Regions from separate parts of the Sus scrofa genome. Here region 1 is linked to region 2. The links are chromatin contacts, called in public HiChIP or PLAC-seq maps. All regions are on one chromosome and are shown on one strand. Each heading gives the region's core, a stretch centred on a gene start, on an enhancer-like site or on the middle of the called end of the contact. The rest is flanking DNA. Distances are from core to core; before and after follow the strand shown.

Evidence for each region. HiChIP or PLAC-seq counts read pairs in DNA pulled down with a chosen protein or histone mark.
Region 1: a contact with region 2 is called in an H3K27ac HiChIP or PLAC-seq map of alveolar macrophages. The contact joins two enhancer-like sites. A contact is called at or near these places in 3 of 47 Hi-C or Micro-C datasets (alveolar macrophages, embryonic fibroblasts and mesenchymal stem cells) and 1 of 2 datasets of contacts at active chromatin or transcription factors (alveolar macrophages).

The regions. Positions count from the first base shown.
Region 1 is chr1:168,218,329-168,223,227 of Sscrofa11.1, reverse strand. The region is part of intron 1 of LOC110262000 (a long non-coding RNA gene); the gene reads left to right. Among named protein-coding and RNA genes, the nearest start is that of UACA, 230 kb to the left of the region's middle. Within about 2 kb of position 2,772, at least 35 of the 83 cell types and tissues checked have an H3K27ac peak or open chromatin away from gene starts, as enhancers often do. A contact at or near this core is called in alveolar macrophages, where this site is marked.
Region 2 is chr1:167,869,362-167,874,309 of Sscrofa11.1, reverse strand. No RefSeq gene overlaps it. Among named protein-coding and RNA genes, the nearest start is that of TLE3, 16 kb to the right of the region's middle. Within about 2 kb of position 3,464, at least 40 of the 83 cell types and tissues checked have an H3K27ac peak or open chromatin away from gene starts, as enhancers often do. A contact at or near this core is called in alveolar macrophages, where this site is marked.

The DNA of each region.
Region 1 (4,899 bases), core at 1,523-4,022, 350 kb before region 2:
ACAGGCTTCTCCCAGGAAAGCTGGACATTGGCCACTTGGCTAAGTCCTCCAGGGGCAGTGGGGGCATGAAGGCCTTGAGGTGGGGAAGGAAAACAGCAAAGTGACTTCCATCCCTCTGCCCTCTGTGGCCCTGGCTGCCGAAGAGGAGCAGGGACAACCCGGTCAGTTGGCAGTGGGGGGAGGAAGACACAGAGAGGGGAGAAAAACAGCAGAAGTCAGGACTGAGAATGGAAAGCCAGGGAGGCATGGTGGAGGGGGCAGGACTGGGAAGAGCTAAGATGCCAAGAAACCAGACTCAAAGGGAGCAGAGTCTGAGGGTGGAATTCCAGCCAGCTCCATCCTCAGAATGTGTCCAGGATCTGCCACTTCCTGCCACCTTTGCCATGCAACCCTGTGTGAATCTACCTTTTTAGCATAATATATCCCAAATAATGCATTCATTATTTATGTGAAGTTAAAATGTGCCTGAGCTTCTGTATTTTTATTTGCTAAAGCTGGCAAGCCTAGTCTTGTCTACCCCCTTTGGACCTGATGCTTATCAGATCAACTGTCCTAATGCTTATGGGCTATTAGCAGAAGGGAGAAGAAAGCTATCCTGCAAGTATTTATTTTACATAAATATATTTACGTACACTTATTTAAGGTAAATTCTTTAATTTCAAACAGATGAATTTATTTTCGAGACATTTATTTATTTATTTATTTGTTTATTTTGCGTCTTAGGGCCACACCCATGGCAAATGGAGGTTCCCAGGCTAGGGGTCTAATCAGAGCTACAGCTGCCGGCCTACACCACAGCCACAGCAATGCCAGATCTGAGCTGCATCTGCAACCTACACCACAGCTCATGGCAATGCTGGACCCTTAATCCACTGAGTGAGGCCAGGGATCGAACCCACAACCTCATGGTTCCTAGTCGGATTCGTTTCTGCTGTGCCACAACGGGAACTCCCATTTATTTTATTTTAAAATAAATCTATTTGGTGTAGGTGGGGGGTCCTAGAGGCCATGTTCCCTCACCTCTTTCCTGCCTTGAGTGACCCAGATGGTGGAAATTTTAGGAAAATTGGAGGGGGTGGCCTTTTAAATCAGAAAATTCGAGTTCAAGTGTAAGATCTGTTATTGGTCCCCTGACTGGAGTTAGGGAGTTTCTTCCACTGCTGTGGCCTCAGTTTATCCATCCATAGAAAGGAACTAAGACTACCTGCCTTCCAGCTTACAGTAAGATTCATGACTCATGAGCACACATTGTGGCCACATGAGAGGTTTAGTTATTAAGGCCCTGCTGCCTGGGGTCCAGGGTCCCTGGATTGGAGAGCTGGGAGGTATGGCCAGAACCACAAGCACTCTGCTGCTTAGCACTTGGATGGTCTCATGCCAAGCCTCTTGACCTCTTGGGGCTGCTTGGCTGGCCATGCAGTTCAAGGTTATGTCCACCAGGGGTCAATCTTGTATGGTGCATGGGGCCCTCCAGCCTGAGAGGTACAGGCAGTGAGGATGGGGCCTTGGCACTTGTGTCACGGGGCACTTGTTTCACATGGCTCCTGGAGCTGCAGGTCTGGGACTTGCAGATCTGAATGGTGAACCAACCGTTCTTTCTTGTATTTACTTTCTCCTTGGCACTTCCTAGAGGGCTCCTCATCTCTTTGGCCCTCATCAGGAGACACCATGGAGGAACTGGGTTAGGTGGTTGGGGTCTGGAGAGAATTCTAGGCAGGGAGTTTGAAGACAGTTTGGGTTCCCCCATGTCATCTCTTGCTAATATCCTTGTGGGTTTTATTGCCCTCTGAGCCCTGGTTTCTTCTCCAGTAGAGGAGGATAATAAGGCCTCTCTTGCAGGAGGGGTGTCAAGATCTAGGGCGTTGAGCTGCTGCTTTCCAGCAGGGCTGGCGTCTCTAGATGGAATGACTGGAACGGCTTGTGTTGAAGGTGGAGACATGATACAAAAACAGAAAAAGGACCCAAAACGAGGGCTGTCACAGGATACCCCATGATCCCATGCCAAGTCCTGGAAGCAAGCACAAAGCTGTGAGGAGGTCTGGGTGCTGTAGCCCAGAGAGGGGAGGTCACTGGCTTGATCCATGACAGCCAGGGGGACAAGCTCAGGGCTCACTGGCAGGTGTCTGAGCCGGGCTTTGTGGTCCCCGGAAATGGGCAGCAGATCAGGCACCCAAAGCAGGCGTGTGGAGGAGCCGGGTCATAGCGTGCGGGCGGTCAGGGCTCTGGGACTTCAGATTCAGTTCAGTATGTTTCCTGGGCACCTGCTCTGGCTGTGGGAGCTCATTCACTCGAGGAGACAGATGTTTCCAGAGCAGGGTGGTGAGCAGCAGGTGGTTCCGATTTTTGGTTCAGGCACCAGACCCAGGTCTCAGAGACAGGCTTTTCCTATCACAGTCGCCTGGCCTCCTCCAGGAACCTCATATGTTCACCTTTTATTGTGCAGGGAGAAAGGCAGGTCATCCCAGGGTGCCCTGAAAGAGTTGGTGTCTTTGAACTGGGCCCAGTGGCCCTCCCTTCCCCCGCAGCCTCAGCCCCGCTGTGTCTCAGTAAGTGGGCAGCCATGTACCAACCGGGGTTCTGTTCTTTGGCCCCTAGCTGTGGTGTGGCTGGGGTGCTCTGGGGAGCCTGAGGGCTGTCCCATGGCTGTTCCCTTTCTGGGGGTGGGTCCCAGTGGCCCTGATGGATTGCCCTTTCACCCCCACTGGGTTGCTGTGGTTTCCTCATCAGCAGAAATGACTCCTTACCCACAATTGCATCAGACTTTCCACAGATGGAGTGAATCACGTTGCAAGATGTGGTTTCAGACTGTGCCCTGTATTCTGCTCAGGGCTGGCTGGGCCAGAGGGGTGGGGGCTGGGGCTGACAGTGCTTTGACTTGGACTTGGGAGAGGGAAGCAAAAGCCAGGAGGGCGTTGCCTGGGTGGGGAGGGGTAGGCGTGAGAGGATGCGGAACTCATTCTCACAGGCTGGGGAGGGGGCTGAAGCAAGTGTCCAGCGACCTTGACCGCAACCACATGAGGAACCATATACCTTGCTCCCCCCCCAGCCCCACCACTACCTCCAAGAGGGAAGAAATGAAGAGCACGAGCTGATTCATCCTCTAATGCACTGCAGCGGTGTGGGGGGAGCCAGGGAGCTGAGTTGGTTTCATTTCCTCCTCTTTCTCTATTTTGAACTCCATGGCTTGCTTCCCCCTCAGCTGACATGTCATGGCCATGGGCTGAGGGCTCACAACCTCAAGACCAGTTTCTTTCCTCTCTCTACTTCATAGCCTATAGCTATGGAGGTTTGGTTATTAAGGCCCTGTTGCCTGGGGTTCCAGAGTCCCTGGACTGGAGAGCTGGGAGGTACGGCCAGATCCACAAGCACTCTGTGGCTCGGCACTTGAGCCATCTCATGCCAAGCCTCTTCACCTCTTGGGGCTGCTTGGCTGGCCATGCAGTTCAAGGTTATGGCCAGCCTTGACCTTGTAGGTGTGTGGTACTTTACCAGAAATATGCACAGGGTTCAGGGTTCATGACCTGGGAAGAACACTTGAACTGAAACCTAAGAGGTGTCCCCAGGAGGACAAGGTTGGGAGTGGGTGGAGAGTGGGGTGGGATGGACAATGCATCATGTGCAAGAGGAAAGAGGGATAAGATAACTTGGTCTGTTTAGGGAATGCTCACTAACTCAATATGACTGCAGTAGAAAATGAGCTTATAAGGCAGATTTCTGGGAGGTAAGGTAGGAACAACAAATAGACCTGCATTGTGACATTTGAGGACATTTAGAGGCCTAAAGGTAGCAAGAACATTTCATCTTGAAAACTAACTGTGATGAATTGGTGGTGGCTGCTTGGAGTACTGTATTAAGAAGGATTCTGAGGCTGCATCTGGTTTATTAGGGAAGAGTGCTGGGTTTAGTTGGTGATGTCATCCATAGGCTGGGGAGCTGGGAGTGACAACCCACATGTCACATATTTTCCAGCTTCACTTAGGAGCTGTGGAACAATGGGAAGAGTCTGAGGAGGAAAGTGGTGGGACCAGGAGAGCAGGTGAGGTAGAGACATCGTTCATCGTTGTCTAACGCCATAGAGGAAATAAACGAAAGAGATGAGATTGAACCCAGGTCTGGGTGACAATAAAGTCTCATCCTTAAAAATTCCCTATCTTTTAAGAGAACGATTCCTTTCTCGACCAGAGAAAGCATATTTCAGTGTGAAAGCTCCCTGTTAGTTTGGTCAACAATCTTTCTTCTTGCTGCCTCTTGTTTTCATCTTGCTTCCTGTCTCTTACCCTCCCCCACCCCTGGTCACCTTATGCCTAGTCCTGCTCCAGCAGGACTTCCCAATTCAAGGGCTGTGGCTTGCTGGGTGCCCTGAACTCTTCTTGGCTCTGAGGTCAAATCTCAATCAATGGGGAAAGCTTATTTATTTATTTTTCATACAACTGGTTGGGGAATATCAGCAGACGAGATTGAGCAGAATACAAGCCACCATAGCAGAGGATCCAGGTAATGCCAAGGGAAGATGGCAGGGAGGGTGCGCTCATCATGACACCACCTTGGGGCTCCAACTGAGAGAGCAGCCACCATCTTGAATCCTGCCAGTCTCACAGCAGAATGAAGAGAAAGCCCTGGAACATCTCCTCCCTGCTCAGCCTGGAAGTGACTTCCATTCATTCTGCTCACAACCCCAATGTCCAGAACTAGTTCACATGGCTTCACCCACTAGCAGGAATCCATCATGTCCCTGGCAACTGGGGAGCCAGAAAGACGTGGTGAGCATCTCTACTGGGTGCCACCATGTACCTGGTGTCTAGCGCAGAGCCTGGTAGGGAGTAGATGGTGAGCACATTTTTCTTGAAGCAGTTTCCAGCCCAACCAGTCTTCCCCGAATAGCTCTTGCTAAGGCACCAG
Region 2 (4,948 bases), core at 2,215-4,714:
CTATATGTATAGTGTGTGCTGGTACATTTCTAATAACAGACTAATAATAACAGTGATGATGATGACGCTAAATGGGAAGGGCAGTTGACTGGTGGCATTTGCAGATTTCCATGATGTACTCTTCTCATGGCAAGAGGTGGGCAATCACAAGCCAGGGAGGGCTGGCTCTAGCCTGTGCCTGGTCTGTGCGGGCCGCGGGCAGGCAGGTACTCAGCTGGTTGAAAGAAGCAGAGCCCAGCTGGGGAACCCAAGGAGGTTGCTGGCCTTGGAGGGGGTGTGGGCTTTAGCCATCGTGTGGCATGTGTGGATTGTGACCACAGGTCTCTATATCATGTCCCATCCCCCTCAGAGCTCTGCCAGGTTATATCCTGGGCCCAGAGTTCCCTGGTGTTAAGTAACAAAGAGAGGATTAAATAATTAGCTCCTCACAGGAGCTTTGCATCTGGTAAAAGGAGCAGGTACTCTGTAACCATGGATGGGGCACCCCTGGAAGCACCTCTGTCTTCCTGTCATTGACAAGACCAGGTCGTATACAACCCGTGTGTTCAGCATCTTTCTGCCAGGGCAGCCAGGCTTGGGGGGCAGGGTGGAAAGGTAAGGTAGAGACCCCACTTGTGCCCCTCCAGAGGTCTGGCCCCGAGAGCTCTCGGATGTGAGGCATGTCTCCATTTCCATTTTGGAGAAAGCTGGAGCAAGGCAGAGGGGGACCAGTGATGGCAGGAGGGAGAGAGCTGCTCCAGCTGCAGGTACCCAGGAGGATCAGCCACTCACAGGAAGGAGAAGGAGGAGGAGGCTTGGAAAGGGCAGGATCGAGGGGTGGGGCCTTGAGGACAGGGAACCTTCACTTCCATTCCCACCTTTCACCCTGCACCTAGGCCGTCCGAATTTTCCCTGTCTGAATCTGCCCTAAAAATCCTGTGTTCCACCCATTCATCCCCCACCCCTGGTAACTGCTGATCTTTTTACTGTCTCTGTAGTTCTGCCTTTCCTAGAATATCATATATTTGGAATCACATCGTATGTAGCCTTTTCAGATTGGCTTCTTTCACTTAGTAACAAGTATGTAAAGTTCCTCCATGTCTTTTCCTGGCTTCGTAGCTCATTTCTTTTTAGTGCTGAAAAATATCCCATGGTCTGGATGTCTCAGAGTTTCTTTATGCATTTACTCCCTGAAGGACATCTCGGTGGCTTCCAAGTTTTGGCAAGGATGAATAAGGCTGCTAGAAACACCTGTGTGCAGGTGTTTGGGTAGACGTAAGTTTTCATCTCCTTTGGGTAAATAACATGGAGTTCAATTGCTGGACTGTATGTTAAGAATATGTTCAGTTTTCCAAAGTGGCTGTACCATTTTGCATTCTCATCAGCAGTGAATGAGAATTCCTGTTCCTCCTCCTCCCCAGTATTTGCTTCTGCCAGTGTTTGTATTTTGGGCATTCTTAATAGGCATATAGTTGTCTTACTGTTATCTTAATTTGCATTTCCCTAATAACATATGATGTGGAGCATCTTTTTATATGCTTACTTGCCATTTGAATATCTTCTTTGGTGAAATGGTTCAGACCTTTTTCTGTTTTTCTGTTTCTTTTTTTTTCTTTTTGGCTGTGCCTGAGCCACAGCAGTGACAACCTTGGATGCTGAACCTGCCAAGCCACCGGGGAACTCCCTTTTGTCCATTTTTAAATAAGGTTGTTAATTTACTTACTGTTGAGTTTTCAGAATTCTTTGTCTATTTTGGGGAGTTCCTTGTCTTGGTGCAGCGGAAACAAATCCAACTAGGAACCATGAGGTTGTGGGTTCGATCCCTGGCCTCGCTCAGTGGGCTAAGGACCCGGCATTGCTATGAGCTGTGGTGTAGGTCAAAAACAGGGCTCTGATCTGGCATTACTGTGGCTGTGGTGCAGTCCAGCAGCAACAGCTCCAATTAGACCTCTAGCCTGGCAACCTCCAAATGCCGTGGGTGCAGCCGTAAAAAGACAAAACAAAACAACAACAACAACAAAGAATTGTCTATTTTGGGTAACATTCCTTTATCAGATATGTGTTTCACAAATATTGTCTCCCAGTCTATGGCTTGTCTTCTCATTTTCTTGATGAGTTAACTTTTCGTTATTAAAATAATTATTTGCTGCCTATACAGCATGTTGATAACGAATATCAAAAGAAAAAATATTTTTGATTCTAGTTCCCTCAGGATGACGATAGTACTGATGACGGTGACAACCGTTCCCATCTTTGGAATGCTTGAAGTGTCCCAAGAACTGACAATCATCTCATATGACCCTGCCACAGACCCTTGTGGGGCAGATATTATCATACCCATTATGCAGAAGCTAAAGAGGAAGCTCAGAGAAAGGAAGTGGCTAGACCCAAACTGCATACCACTAAGTAGTGGAGCCAGTGTTCAAACCCAGCAGCACCGGCCCCAGAGTCCTTGTTCCAAACCGGGCAATTGTAGACTATGCCGTTTTCATCTTCGGTCTCCCCCAGTCAAGTACAGTCATATCCCTATGTGCCCCCGGACCCTCTCAGATGTTATCACCTTTTTTTTCAACTTCGGGATCTCCCTGGGAGCTAGGTATCCTCACAGAAGAACAAATCGAGACTCTGAGAGGTTAAGTGACTTGCCCAAAGTCTCCCAGGTGTGTGAGCTCAGATAAGCCACTTTCCAAGGATTTATGCTCTGTGAGGCCAGACCCCACCAGCCAATTCTTCCCTCTACTTTGAGTGGCCCCAGAAAAATCAGTCCTGGGCTGGACTGCCGCTGTCTTGCTCTCCTCCCTCCCTCTGCCCATCCTTCTGTGGCTTCTAGAGGGATCATTCTAAATTGTCAACCAAATCATGGCCCCTCCCCCGTGATGGGCATCCCGTGGCTTCCATCTGTCCTCAGGAGGACTCCCAAACTCCCTGGCATGGCATGCCAGGCTCCCGGCATCCTACCTCTTCTGCCTCTGCAGCCTCGCCCACAGCCTCCACCCATGTCCTCAGCTAAGGCACCATCTGCTCCTACTCTTCCTTGAGCCTCTAGGACTTGATCCACACTGCTCTTTTGCCTGGTACACCTTCCCTCCTCCTGCACCCCTGACTCCACCTGAGCCCGGAAGAGGCAGAGATGGCAGTGGACGGGGTCCCAAGAGGTGGGCCTTGGGATCTACTTGGAAGGGGGCACCCTCATGATTGATGTCCTGATGGAGCTTTTGTTTGGGGGAAAATCCCCCAGGCCCTATCCTCAAAGGCAGCCTTGCGAATGGTCCGTGGGAGGTGGGAGATTCCAGGTCTGCTTCTTTCCCAGGTAGGCTGGTGATGCTGGGGCCACCCCAGAAGTGGAAAGCACCTGCACACACCCCTTCCCTGGCCCGCAAGGGCCCCAGTCCCAGTTCCGCTTGGCGTTACCATCCATGGCATGGTGATGGTAGCTTCCTACGCCACGCCCCAGAGGCTCACCTCCCAGTCACCCGGCCCCACATTCCAGTTAAAGAGGAAGGGTGCAGAACGGGAAGTGGAACTCCTGCCCTAGCCACCCCACAGTCTACTGGGAGCTGGGCAGGCAGGGGTGTGGGGAGAAAGAGCAGAGGAAGCGGCTTCTCTCAGCGTTATTGGAAGCCACGAGACACCTCCAAATGCCCCCCTCCTTGATATGTCTGCAAAATCTCTGCTTCGCTGCATTTAATTCAGCATTTAACGAGCCCCTACTGCGTGATTACCCACAGGGCTAGGTGTGGTTTGCATATAAGATCACAAGTCCAGCCTTTGGGGGAAATAGCACTGGCATCTGACCAAGAGATCTGGGTAGTTGAGCCCCGTTCTGCAGTTATTAGCTAGCAGGCCACGGGCACTCCAGGAAACCTTCTAGGCCTCTAGTGGGCCATCTTTCGAATGGGGACTGTGGTATCTATCCAAGAGAGCTGCAAGGGAGCAGGAATGGGAAAACGACCTCATGCACCGGACATCGCTGGGCAAAGGTCAGGTGATGCCCACAGCCTGGAGGCAGAGACCCACACAGGCCCAGCTAACCACAGGGCAGGGCACCCTGGGGTGAGGGCATCAGACACAAATAAGGATGCCATGGAGCCCAGAGGGGAGCGACTCATTCTGACCAAGGGTAGAGGGCAGTGAAGAAAGGGCCTTGAAAAGCAGGTGGGATTCCATGAGCTCAAATGGAAAAGAAAGAGCATTCCAGCAGAGGGAACACAGGCAAACCCAGAGGCTAATGGGGTGGGGGTCGGGGTGGTTTCGAGAGCAGGGGAGTGGCAGATCCGATTTGCTTTAGAGGTCCTGCTGGCTCCTGAGAAGGGATGGAGTGGAATTGCCAGGGCCCAGGTGAGCGAGCCAGCCTCACCCTCCAGGAGAGGGGCGATCTGCAAGCTTGCCCTCCCCACAGTCTGACCTGCCAGAAGCTGGAAAGGGTTAGAACCTGGGCAGGGCTGAGCCAGCTGCCTGCCCACAGCCCCTCCCCCAAGCCCACCCCCACCCCCTGGGAGCCTGGAGACCTGTTTGTTTTCCTTGTAAAGAGGGGAGCCCTGCCCTTTGTGAGATTTCTACTTAGGAAGGAGCGGGCAGTCAGCTTGTGCTGCTGCCTGGATTTCCAGCTATTGACACAGACTCTGACAATGAAAGCAAAGGCCAAGAGAGGCAGAGACAGGGCGGCTGATTAAAATGTTCTTCCCGGGTTGTTCAGCTCTGCCCGGGGAGGCTTGCTGGAAAACCCGGGGAGGAACCATCACCTCCAGAGCTTGGCCCAGTTGGAGGCGGGGCTGAGGAGCTTCTGCACCCCCATGCCACAGATTCATCGGCTCCAGCTCCCAGGGCCCCTGCTTTTGTGGTTTCACCCTCCGGTAATAACCAGGGTCAGGGATGTGACTGTGACTCCTTTCAGGCTCAGTTTTGTTTCTAAAAAGGCACAATAACATACCACTTCATGGGCTTTGTTATGGGTCAGATTTGCCCAAGA